Linked DNA regions of Canis lupus: region 2 is linked to region 1. A link is a contact called in public Hi-C data. All regions are on one chromosome and are shown on one strand. Each heading gives the region's core, a stretch centred on a gene start, on an enhancer-like site or on the middle of the called end of the contact. The rest is flanking DNA. Distances are from core to core; before and after follow the strand shown. Region 1 overlaps LOC119866669 (a long non-coding RNA gene). Region 2 holds the start of TOX (thymocyte selection-associated high mobility group box protein TOX).

Region 1 (4,964 bases), core at 962-3,461:
CTACCAAAGATGGCAATTTCATTTGATTCCACCCAATGTGCTTTGGAACTAAAGATGATGGGGTTTGCGCTGTAACTTTAGGTAGGATTTCACATGGAGTCAGTTCTTTACGAAGTCCTAGGGGGAAATATTCAAAGAAGTAATCAGTTTTGTTTGTTTGCAAGATACCTACCTCCCTTCAAATCAGTCATAGACAGCTACACTAAATTAGGAATTTTTTAAATTGCCAGATTCCAGTACATCCCAAATAAACATCCTAAAGTTTTTGTTACACACAGATGTTCTCTTAATGTTTATTTGTTGAAAGGGGATTTGAGCTTCACTTTCCTGTTTCTTTCATAACTCTCATTTTAAGGTAACAGAAAAACAGAATTTCATCTCTTTTGCTGATGACTGAACATTGAAATACTGGCAAGGCACAATACAGAATTCGCATCGTGAGTTTAACTTCCAAACTTAACTCGCACTGAGTCACTTGATGGGTGAATTCATGAGTCAGTCACCCCACTGTACAAATTCCTCCTTGTTTTCCTAAAACAGAATATATCTTAGCTTCCAGAACAACTTGGAATGCCATAGCACATAGTAGGTGCACAACAAATGCAATGATATATAGAAAGATCAGTGAAACATCACAGATTATCCTCAACAGGAATTGTGTGATGTTTACTTGACGATTTAAAAGCTCTTTAAATTATAGAAGGGCATTAGACACTGCAGACAAGCATCAGGAGCGATGAAGAATGGAACCTTTCCACTAAGAAATCTAAGCTTAGAAAAAGATAACAAAGAATTTCAAAATGAGTTGTGCCACTTTTTTCCTTTTAGTCTATGTAATTGAACAGGAGTTCCTAGTTGCAAAACTAAAAGAATACACACTAGTCACATCAAGAAAACAAGAAGCAAAGGAGAAAAAAGGTGCTAGACAAGTAGGAGTGTTGAGTGCAGGAGAGAAATTTCAGGAGACAAGTGTATAGGATGCTAAACTAAAGCATCGATAAACCACGCGCTGATTTTTTTTTTTTTCTGATTGCCAAGTCCTAGTGTGACTTGATGAAATAAATAAAAGATCATAGTTCCTGGACTCTGGCTAAATCATGGCAGGTAAGAAGAAATTGTCCTAGCTTTTAAGACTCCCAAAAGGAGCTTCAGAACCAGGTGCCATCAGGGATACGCCTTGACCTAACAGAAAAGTTTCCAAATCCTTACACAAGCCTATTGCTGGGAGAAAGGGCCATGGGGGTGGAGGGTGGGGATGGAGGAGGCACGGAAGGGCTTCCTGATGTCACCAGTCACAAAGGAGGAAGGCTGGGAGGGAGGGACACCCCTGAACCAACAACACACACATACTTTGCAATACATGTGCATACAGAGACATTAGACTTTGCCTTCCTCATTTCTCACTTGTGTGTACCTGGAGCCAGATTACACTGCAGAGGTAAGGAGCAAAGATGAAGTTCTCGTCCTGGGACCCGGAGACGACAGAGGACAATGTCATGTTATATTTCTGCACTGGTCACAATTGCGCCTCATTAAAGGAGCCCACCAGCACGAATCCTGTTGACTGTCGTCATTTCACATTTTATTAACAGCTTGCTAGCAAAGACGTTTGAAAATGAAATTTCATTCACACTGACCCGAGGCCAGAAAAAAAAAAAAAAAGCAATAGTGGCTGCAAAATAAAATGGGAAGCCTTCTCGTGCTACAGAAGAAACAACAAACCCTGCTGAAGAAAGACTACAAACCAAGAGGCAGTATTTTAAAGGCTGCAGCGTCCCTGTTTGACAATTGTGTGTTTACAATAAGCCTAAGCATAATTGCTCTGATGGGCTGTCAGGGAAAAGATTAATTTGGCAAAGATTAGTATTGACTTGCTGTTTATTAAGGCTTTTAAACAGCTGTATCTGGCAGCATTCCTGTAAGTGCCTGTCATATCTGAAAATCAGCCTCACACCCTGGTGCTCGCCAGCTGTTACTAAACAATCTTCCACCACTTTGAATGTCTTTCTCCAGGCCAAACAGCAAGAGCAAACTATTGCCAAATTAGCCCTTTTCTCCTCCTGTCACTTTTTTTTTTTTTCCCCCTTTTTGGAGGTGGGGGCAGGGAGCTTCTGAATGCTGAAATGTCAGCTCGTGGCCGATGGCTTGGCTGATAAGCGGTGCAGGAAGTCAGGAGGTGGCTTGGTGCGGGTGATCGCATCCCCCTCCGGGCGCGCAGCGCTGTGAGTCACCTCGCACAGACAGCGAAACCGCAGCCTGCAACTGTTACAAGGCAAAAGGTTTGAAAGACAGTTAGAAAGTGGCGATCAAAGGTCTGAAGCCACCAGATTCCCAAAACTTTGTGTCCCTCGGACCAGCCCTTGCCCGCAGGGCCCTAGCGCTGGGAGGGACGCCCGGCGGGGGCGGAGGGCAGGTCCGCGAGCGGCCACGGGTCTCTAACTTAGGGACCGCGCTCGGGGCGACGACCAGTCACTCGCGTGCAGCTGGCATTCGGACTCGGTGGAAGCCTGCGGGATAAGATAGGTTTGCATGTTCTAAGGCTGTGCAAGGAAAGGGGAGATGGAGGTTGGTAGTGGAGTAAGGCCCGGCAGTTTCAAGTCCAAGTCCGGTCATAAAGGCGATGGAAATAATAGCGCTCCAGTGCAGTTAAAGGTCAGGCCACGCGGGCCCCCGTGTCACGGGGGGAGTCACCTTGGTCTTTCCAACAGGACTGCTTTTTCGAGCATTAATCGCAACCTGGTGGAGTTGTCAGAGCAGATGCAAAAGGATGTCACTTCTTCATCCTTGCTTGGCACCTTCCGTGACTCTGTGCGCTGTAGTGGGGAGGGGAGGGAACTGGCCTCGGGGCCAAGCTGATGCTAGATATTAGGATTGGAATCACATCACGCAGGATTCGGAGGTGTAGACAAATGAACACTACTGCTCAGCCCTAAGAGTAGCCCATTGCTCCACAGGCGACTGAGAACTCTGTTCCTGATTCTTTTTTTTGTTTTGTTTTTTAAGATTTTATTTGTCCATGAGATACACAGAGAGAGAGAGAGGCAGAGACACAGGCAGAGGGAGAAGCAGGCTCCCTGCAGGGAACCCAATGTGGGACTCATCCCAGGACCCCGGGATCACAACCTGAGCCAAAGGCAGAGGCTCAACCACTGAGCCACCCAGACGCTCCCGTTCCTGATTCTTTCCACACACCATGACAGTGGGTGAGAGGTAGATGAAACGTAATACTAATTCAGCACTCCCAATCAGAAGTGACTCACTATTGAAAATAAAAGGCAAGATATGCCTCTCACTGAGTTCCCCTGAACCCCACCAGGACTTCCATTCCTGGTCCTGCTGAGGCCCAGGCTACAAACAAAAGAAAATCCAGAGTGCAGAACTTACTTAAAAATTAATCTGTGACTGTAAGTCACAGAGTATTCTAAATCCTAAAATATCCCTGCTCCTGTGGCCATTTTCTAGGGCAAGAGCTACCGCTGGAAGAGGTAGCCTACTCTGAGAAATTAGGCCCAACTTCAGATTGTGCGGAAACGCACCCTCTCGACTTGATTGGGTGGTAGACCTTACTTAAAAAGGAGCTGCTCCATCACTTGAGTCAAAGCACGTCTGTTACTCACAGTTACATTCAGAGAATACAGTATCAACCATTTACTCCAAACAAATTAATATTGTTTTTAATAGAATTCGAGAAAGACCACGGTGGAGTGGGGGGCAGAGGGGCACTTCACTGTATCCTTACCATGTTTTGGAGGGAACATTTTTTTTAAAGATTTTATTTATTTATCATGAGAGACACACAGAGGGAGAGGCAGACACAGGCAGAGACAGGAGCAGGTGCCTGGTGCAGGACTCGATCCCAGAAACCCGGGATCACGACCTGAGCCAAAGACAGTCGTTCAACCACTGAGCCACCCAGGCACCCCTTTGCAGGGAACATTTAGCAAACTTTTTCTTCACAGCTTTATAGGTCTGGTTGTCCCCCACTGACCTATAATTCTTTGATTATTCATGTGAGTAAACTGAGTATAGGAAGTGAAGGACTAAATTGTTTGGGGGACTCACTGTGATTACACAAGAACCAAAGAAAGCAATGAATGAAAGGAAGCTGTCCCCACGGCATGTGGTCTGTGGATAAAAGTCCTTCCAGAAACTTTGAGTTATTGGTGGGAGGTTCAAACAGAAACTGTACCATATGAAAGTAGCTTGTCCCGATAGTCATTGTTAGGTCTATCTTGGATCCAGTTCTCTCCAGTTCAGCATGAGAAAATGGGTCAGAATTCATGTGTCCAGAAACTGTAACCAATTCTGTGGAGTATTTTGTATCTTATCGTGTGTGTGTGTGTGTGTGTGTGTGTGTGTGTGTGTGTGTGTGTTTATCAAGGTAGACCCACAGAAACCTAAATCTGGTCTTGGTTAGAGTTTCATACAAGAAAAAAACAATGGCGTATCTAAACGAAACTGCAATTTCCGGGTAGTATTACAAAATACACAATATCTACAAAACCATTCTAGCTGTTGGGTTGGGTCACTTTTAACACCTGGTTTCAAGATGTGGTTTCAGCAGACCAACATAACAGAAGTGACAGTCCTTTACAACACTAAGGTCCCCTGGAGTAGCTCTAGATTGGGTTTTCTTCTCTTTCTGTCTCTCTCTCTCCCCCCCTCTCTCCCTCTCCCTCTCTTCTCTCTCTTTTTACAGAGAAAGAATCTGATACTTTATATAACCTATCAGTCTCTTAAAAGGATTCTGGCCTTGTGTTCCCAGAACATTCGCCTTCAGCTGAAGGAGCCAGACTGCCTGCAACCAGCACAAGTCGGCTTCATTGTCACTTGGCTGATCACTTTGTTAATTCTCAGATAAATGGAGAACGGCTCCATTTGCTCTCCTCCTCCTCTTAGTTCCAATGCAGAGCAATCCAGAGTCTCTGAGGACTTTTCTATATGACTTCCCATTTCACACCACA
Region 2 (4,964 bases), core at 1,091-3,590, 300 kb before region 1:
CGGAGCCATCAAACAGTACTTCAATTACAGATTCTTTTTTTTTTTTTAAGTTTTATTTATTTATTCATGAGAGACACAGAGAGAGGCAGAGACATAGGCAGAGGGAGGAGAAGCAGGCTCCATACGGGACTTGATGGAAACTCTGGGATCACGTCCTGAGCTGAAGGCAGATGCTCAACTGTTGAGCCACCCAAGCGCCCCTCATTTGCAGATTCTAAGGAAGTTTTTAGAATTGAATTTTGAACTGCTGTAATATGTTAGTGATAAGTGCTGAATGGATGATAGAAACTTAAGCTTGGAAATATTTAAGTTAAATTCAAAAGGTATTTCTTTTTTTTAATTGTGGAGTACAAACCACTACATTTAGCATCTGCCATTGAATTTTGAACAATGACACTATAAAACACAAAGCATTTAAATTTTACTATAAAGACCTTTATTAAGAGGAAAAAAAAATTGTTTCTTATTTTATTTTATGCCTTGAAGGACCTATAAATATGGAGGTTCTTCTGAATCCAGGGGAGAGGAATTCTTATTTTCTCACTGCTCTCTCTCCCTACACAATTTCCACCATGTCAATCTTGAGATGGGGAAAGGGCTAGATTTTTGCTACTCATAAAAATGATGAAGGGAAGAAAGAAAACAATGGCTCAGAGGAAAAGGATGCAAAGAGTACGAAGCAATGCTTGCTAAAAGGTTCCTAAAAAGCCATGTAAAGACATCCAATGATATTATCATTTCTTTTACTTTCTTCATAGATTTTCTTCCAGATCCCTCTGATTGTACCTGACAGGTGCTCTCAGTTGCAGAGGAAACAACATCACTGTGAGAAAGTTGTACAGAGCAGTTGGCAATCAGCACGCACTGTAAAGTTGTGTAGGGTGCCAAAATGTCATTAGTGCCCTCCTTAACACCAGAAACAAGTGGAATGGATGAAGTTACTTCCAGGCTCCTTTGCAGGGTCTTGGGCCCTACTGTGTGGGGCTGCTTCCTCCTGGGAAGGTAACTATCACCCACTCCGGCCTGGCCTGGACTTCCCACCAAGGACAGAGCCTCAGGGATAAATCTCTTGGACTACAGCCAAGATATGCGGATTTTTTGCCCCCCAGCCATGGGGGGGGGGGGGGAGTTGCAAGCGCCTTGGGTTTCAGAGGTAAGGCGGGAAAACACGACTGGCGATCTCCTCCTCCCAGGGACCTGGGGAGGCTGACTCCGGGTCTCCTGTGCCTCTCCAAGAGCGTCCAATTACAAAACCACAAGAATCCCCTCAGGGGCAGCTAACAGCCCGCGTGTTCTCCCTCTAGCCCGATCCAGGGTGCGGGGGGCTGTTTCCCTATTTACACTCTGATTTACCCCCGTGGTCTTTGCGGAGTCTCTCGGGCTGCCTTAGCTTTGCAAACCCTCCAGTGGGTCACAGATCCTTGCGAGGTGAGGGCTGGAGGCGGAAGCGCGCAACAGAAGGGGGGCGCCTCGGGGGCTCCTGCACACCCTGCAGTCCTTCCGGGCCCCTGGGCCGGGGAGCCCAAGTAGCCCGCTACGGCGCACAGAGGATCCGCGCTCCCTGCGGGGCCCCGGGCCACGGCCCCGGGCCCGCGCCGCGTGGCACAGTCACCGCCACCAGGGGCTGGGAGGAAGGGTGGGGACGCAGCGACGCCAGAGGGGACAGGCACCAAAGGGGAGGCGGCGAACGCAGAGAAAGAGGTGGGGACGGCCGCGGAGGGGGCGGCGGGAGCGGGGTGGGGCCGGGGCGGGCCCGGGGGCGGGGCTGCGGGGCGGGGTGCGCCACAGCGCCCCCTTGCTGCGCGCTCCCCGCCGTGCCCCCGGGCGGCGGGCGGCTGGGGCTCCGCAGCCCCTTTGTGTGCGACGCGCCGGCCGGGAGGAGCGCGGCCCGGACCCGGCGGAGGCTCCGCGGGGTCCCGCCGCCCCGGCCCGGTCCCGGCCGCGCTCTCCTCCTCCTCCTCCTCCTCCCCCTCCGCTCCTCCCTCCTCCGGCCCCGGCCCCCAGACCCGAGCTGCAGCCATTGGGCCGCGAGCAGCCCCGCGTCCTGCCGCGCACCCTACCCCGCCCGGCCCGGGGCGTTCACCCCCCCACCCCCCGCCCTGTCCCCCTCTTCATTCCTCATTCCTCCCCCCATCCCAGGCCTCCAAGGTGGAGAAAATAAACTAAAAGCAGAGCAACTCAGAGACTCCAATAAAACGCCCAGGACCTAGAGCCCGAGCGCGAGCGCGTGTGCCGGGCGGCGAGGGGCGCGGGAGGCGGGGATGGGGGGGCGGGCGGGGGGACAATGAGCGCATGAAGTTACCTGCCCGGCGGCGGCGGCGGCGGCGGCGGCGGCGGCGGGGCCGGGAGGCGGCGGCGGAGCAGGCTGCGCGCTCGGCGCCGACGGGTGCGCGCCGCGGCTTGGGGGAGAGTTGAGCGCTTTTCCCCCCTCTTTTTTTTTTTTTCTTTTTTTTTTTTTTTTTCTCCTCTTCTTCTTAAACAAACCACAAACGGATGTGAGGGAAGGAAGGTGTTTCTTTTACTCCTGAGTCCAGACACCTCTCTCTGTTCCGTCTAAGCTTGTTTTGCTGAACACTTTTTTTAAAAAAAGGAAAAGAAAAGGAGTTGCTTGATGTGAGAGTGAAATGGACGTAAGATTCTATCCACCTCCAGCCCAGCCCGCCGCTGCGCCCGACGCTCCCTGTCTGGGACCTTCTCCCTGCCTGGACCCCTACTATTGCAACAAGGTGAACGCTCTGCTTTTGTTTCCACCGTGTTCTTGCTGCTGGATCCCGGGAGGGGGGCGGCGGCGGCGGCGGGCTGGCCCGGCTGCCGGGGCGGTCGGCGGAGGCCGGTCCCGGGCGCGCTCGGCTCGCAGCCCGCTACAGCCCTGCGTGCGCTGGGGTAGTAGATACTGTGCAGCAGCTCCGGGGGTTTGCCAAACACCGCGATCGTGCGGAAAGTGACACGGTTTGCTCGGATCCTTCCCTTCCTGCTGTTCGCCACGAAGGCTCCCTGCCTGGGTTTGCCGGGGGGCGTTAAAAAAAAAAATTAAGAGAAACCCACGGAATACTTTGGGGGGTGTGTCTGGGGTCCGGGAACGGAGGCAGAGAGTAAGAGAAGTCAGTTTATTTTCTAGTTTCCCCTCGTCCCTCCCGCCCTCTCCCGGGCTGCGGGGACCCGTGGCACCGCTTCCCTGAGCGGGGTTAGTTGCCAGCGGAGCCGCCGCGAGTCGGGGTGCGGGGACCGGGGAGACGCCCCCGCCCCCAACCCCCGCCGGGAACATCGCCCCGCAAGCCTTTTGTTTTCCCGCGCCCTGTGGGACGCGGCTGTGCGGGCCGGGGTGCACGGGGGAGCCGCGCGGGGACGGGCACAGCTCCCGCTCGGGGGTGCGCGCGGTCACCGCAAGTTTGTTGGAAGCCGGACGAGCGCGTCGAGTTCCCGTCCGGAGCCCCGGAGCTCCAGCGCTCCCGCGGGGCCGGAGCAGGGTCCCGGGCCGGGCTGCACCCCCGGCCCGGTGACCCCAGGTGCCAAGGCCGCGGGGCACCCGAGCGCGGCCGGCCGGGCGGGTGCCCCGGGCGGGGGCGGGGGCGGGGGCTCCGCCGGTCCCGTGGACGCAACGGTCCGGGGCTGCGAAGGGGGGGGGTTGGTCTCGGCGCCTCTCCAGCTCTCGGCCCCGGGAGGGAGGGCGCGCGGGGCCGGGCCTCCGGGAGCAGCCGCGGGGCCAGGGCCGTGCTCGCGGGGCTTGTTGGAGGGGGGCGAGCCGCCCGGCCCGGGAGCGTCGGCGGGGAGGACCGCGTTCCCCGCGGCGCGGGGCGAGGGGTCGGGACGCCCAGCTCGCGCCCCACCTGCCCGGTCCTGTAGCCCCTGCGAGCAGTTCCCGGTCAGCCCCTCCGTGAATTCCACCGGATGAGTCGTTGGGACTCCTAACATTTGCCTGGCGGCGAGGCATCATCAAACAGCTCTTTTACGCGGTACAGAGGTATTTAGCGCGCTGCCTCCTCAGCCCCCGGGCTCCCCACCACGCCACCGCCTCGCAGCCCCGAGCCTTGGTCAGTCGGGACACACACACACACACACACACACACACACACACACTCTGCGAGTTAAGTGAACCACAGCTCCAACTCCGTGCAGAAGCTCCTTGATGTTGTGCACAGTGCAAAGCTCTGTACAAGGGATGTGCTGGATGCCTGTGATGGATAGGCAGGTCTGAAACGAAGGACACGTAGGCTTCTTCTGCAAGGCAGAAAGGCTTTTTATCATACAGGGAGCTCTTGAGCCAGAAACAGGTTGGAAAGCTCCGGTAACTTTGGCAAGAGAAGTTTGTGTGATGAAGTTTCATTATTTGTTAGCAGCATTAGTGCTTTCATTCCAAAATCTGTTTTGCTTTTCCAAGCAAGTTATTTTGTGCTTGTAACGTTCTATTTTGCTCATATAACACCGTTACCAGTACTAATACAAATGATAAAGCAGCAGACCTATCGTGGATAGTAAACACATCCTCCAGCGTAGTAACCAGTACCAAAAAGTCAGAACCATTTTGGCAGTGAAACTGGACAAATCTTATTAAATTTATCGGTGATTTTAGGCTCCAAAAAGAAGGTAATGACTTGGATACACATTTCACTTGTCATTCTTGTGATAGTAGGGTCAGATTTAATTTAAAAGTTAAATGCTTTGGAAAATCAAGAATTACTTCAATATATTAAATCATTTTCCAATTAAGTGCCTTAAATAATTTTCGTGGGTTGTGCTGTGAATTGAATAAATTAATTTAGAAAGTCTTCAGAATTTCTTTACTAGCTCATTGAAGTTCCTTTTAAGTCCCCCCCGTGTATGAGGAGCAAACTGTTCTTTTTAAATGCAAATTAGCCACCCTTTCTATAGACTAGTTGCAAGTCTTCTATTTAACTTATCCAGGGAATAATGGATTTTTAAAGATGCAAAGTCATGATATACTTCTAATAGTAGGAAGAGACTTC

What was found. Hi-C and Micro-C count contacts between places; a contact is called where the count stands out from the background.
Region 2: a contact with region 1 is called in a Hi-C map of blood, with 2.1 times the contacts expected there. The contact joins the promoter of TOX here to the enhancer-like site in region 1. A contact is called at or near these places in 2 of 9 Hi-C or Micro-C datasets (amygdala and blood).

The regions. Positions count from the first base shown.
Region 1 is chr29:10,024,183-10,029,146 of UU_Cfam_GSD_1.0, reverse strand. It overlaps LOC119866669 (a long non-coding RNA gene), which reads right to left. Exons shown (of 3, transcript XR_005380849.1): 3 at 683-2,262. Among named protein-coding and RNA genes, the nearest start is that of NSMAF, 110 kb to the right of the region's middle. Within about 2 kb of position 2,211, at least 8 of the 20 cell types and tissues checked have an H3K27ac peak or open chromatin away from gene starts, as enhancers often do. A contact at or near this core is called in blood, where this site is marked.
Region 2 is chr29:10,327,258-10,332,221 of UU_Cfam_GSD_1.0, reverse strand. TOX (thymocyte selection-associated high mobility group box protein TOX) reads left to right here and starts at 2,340. Exons shown (of 10, transcript XM_038579374.1): 1 at 2,340-2,726. The coding sequence starts at 2,625. LOC102152621 (a long non-coding RNA gene) reads right to left here and starts at 2,350. Exons shown (of 7, transcript XR_005380986.1): 1 at 2,303-2,350.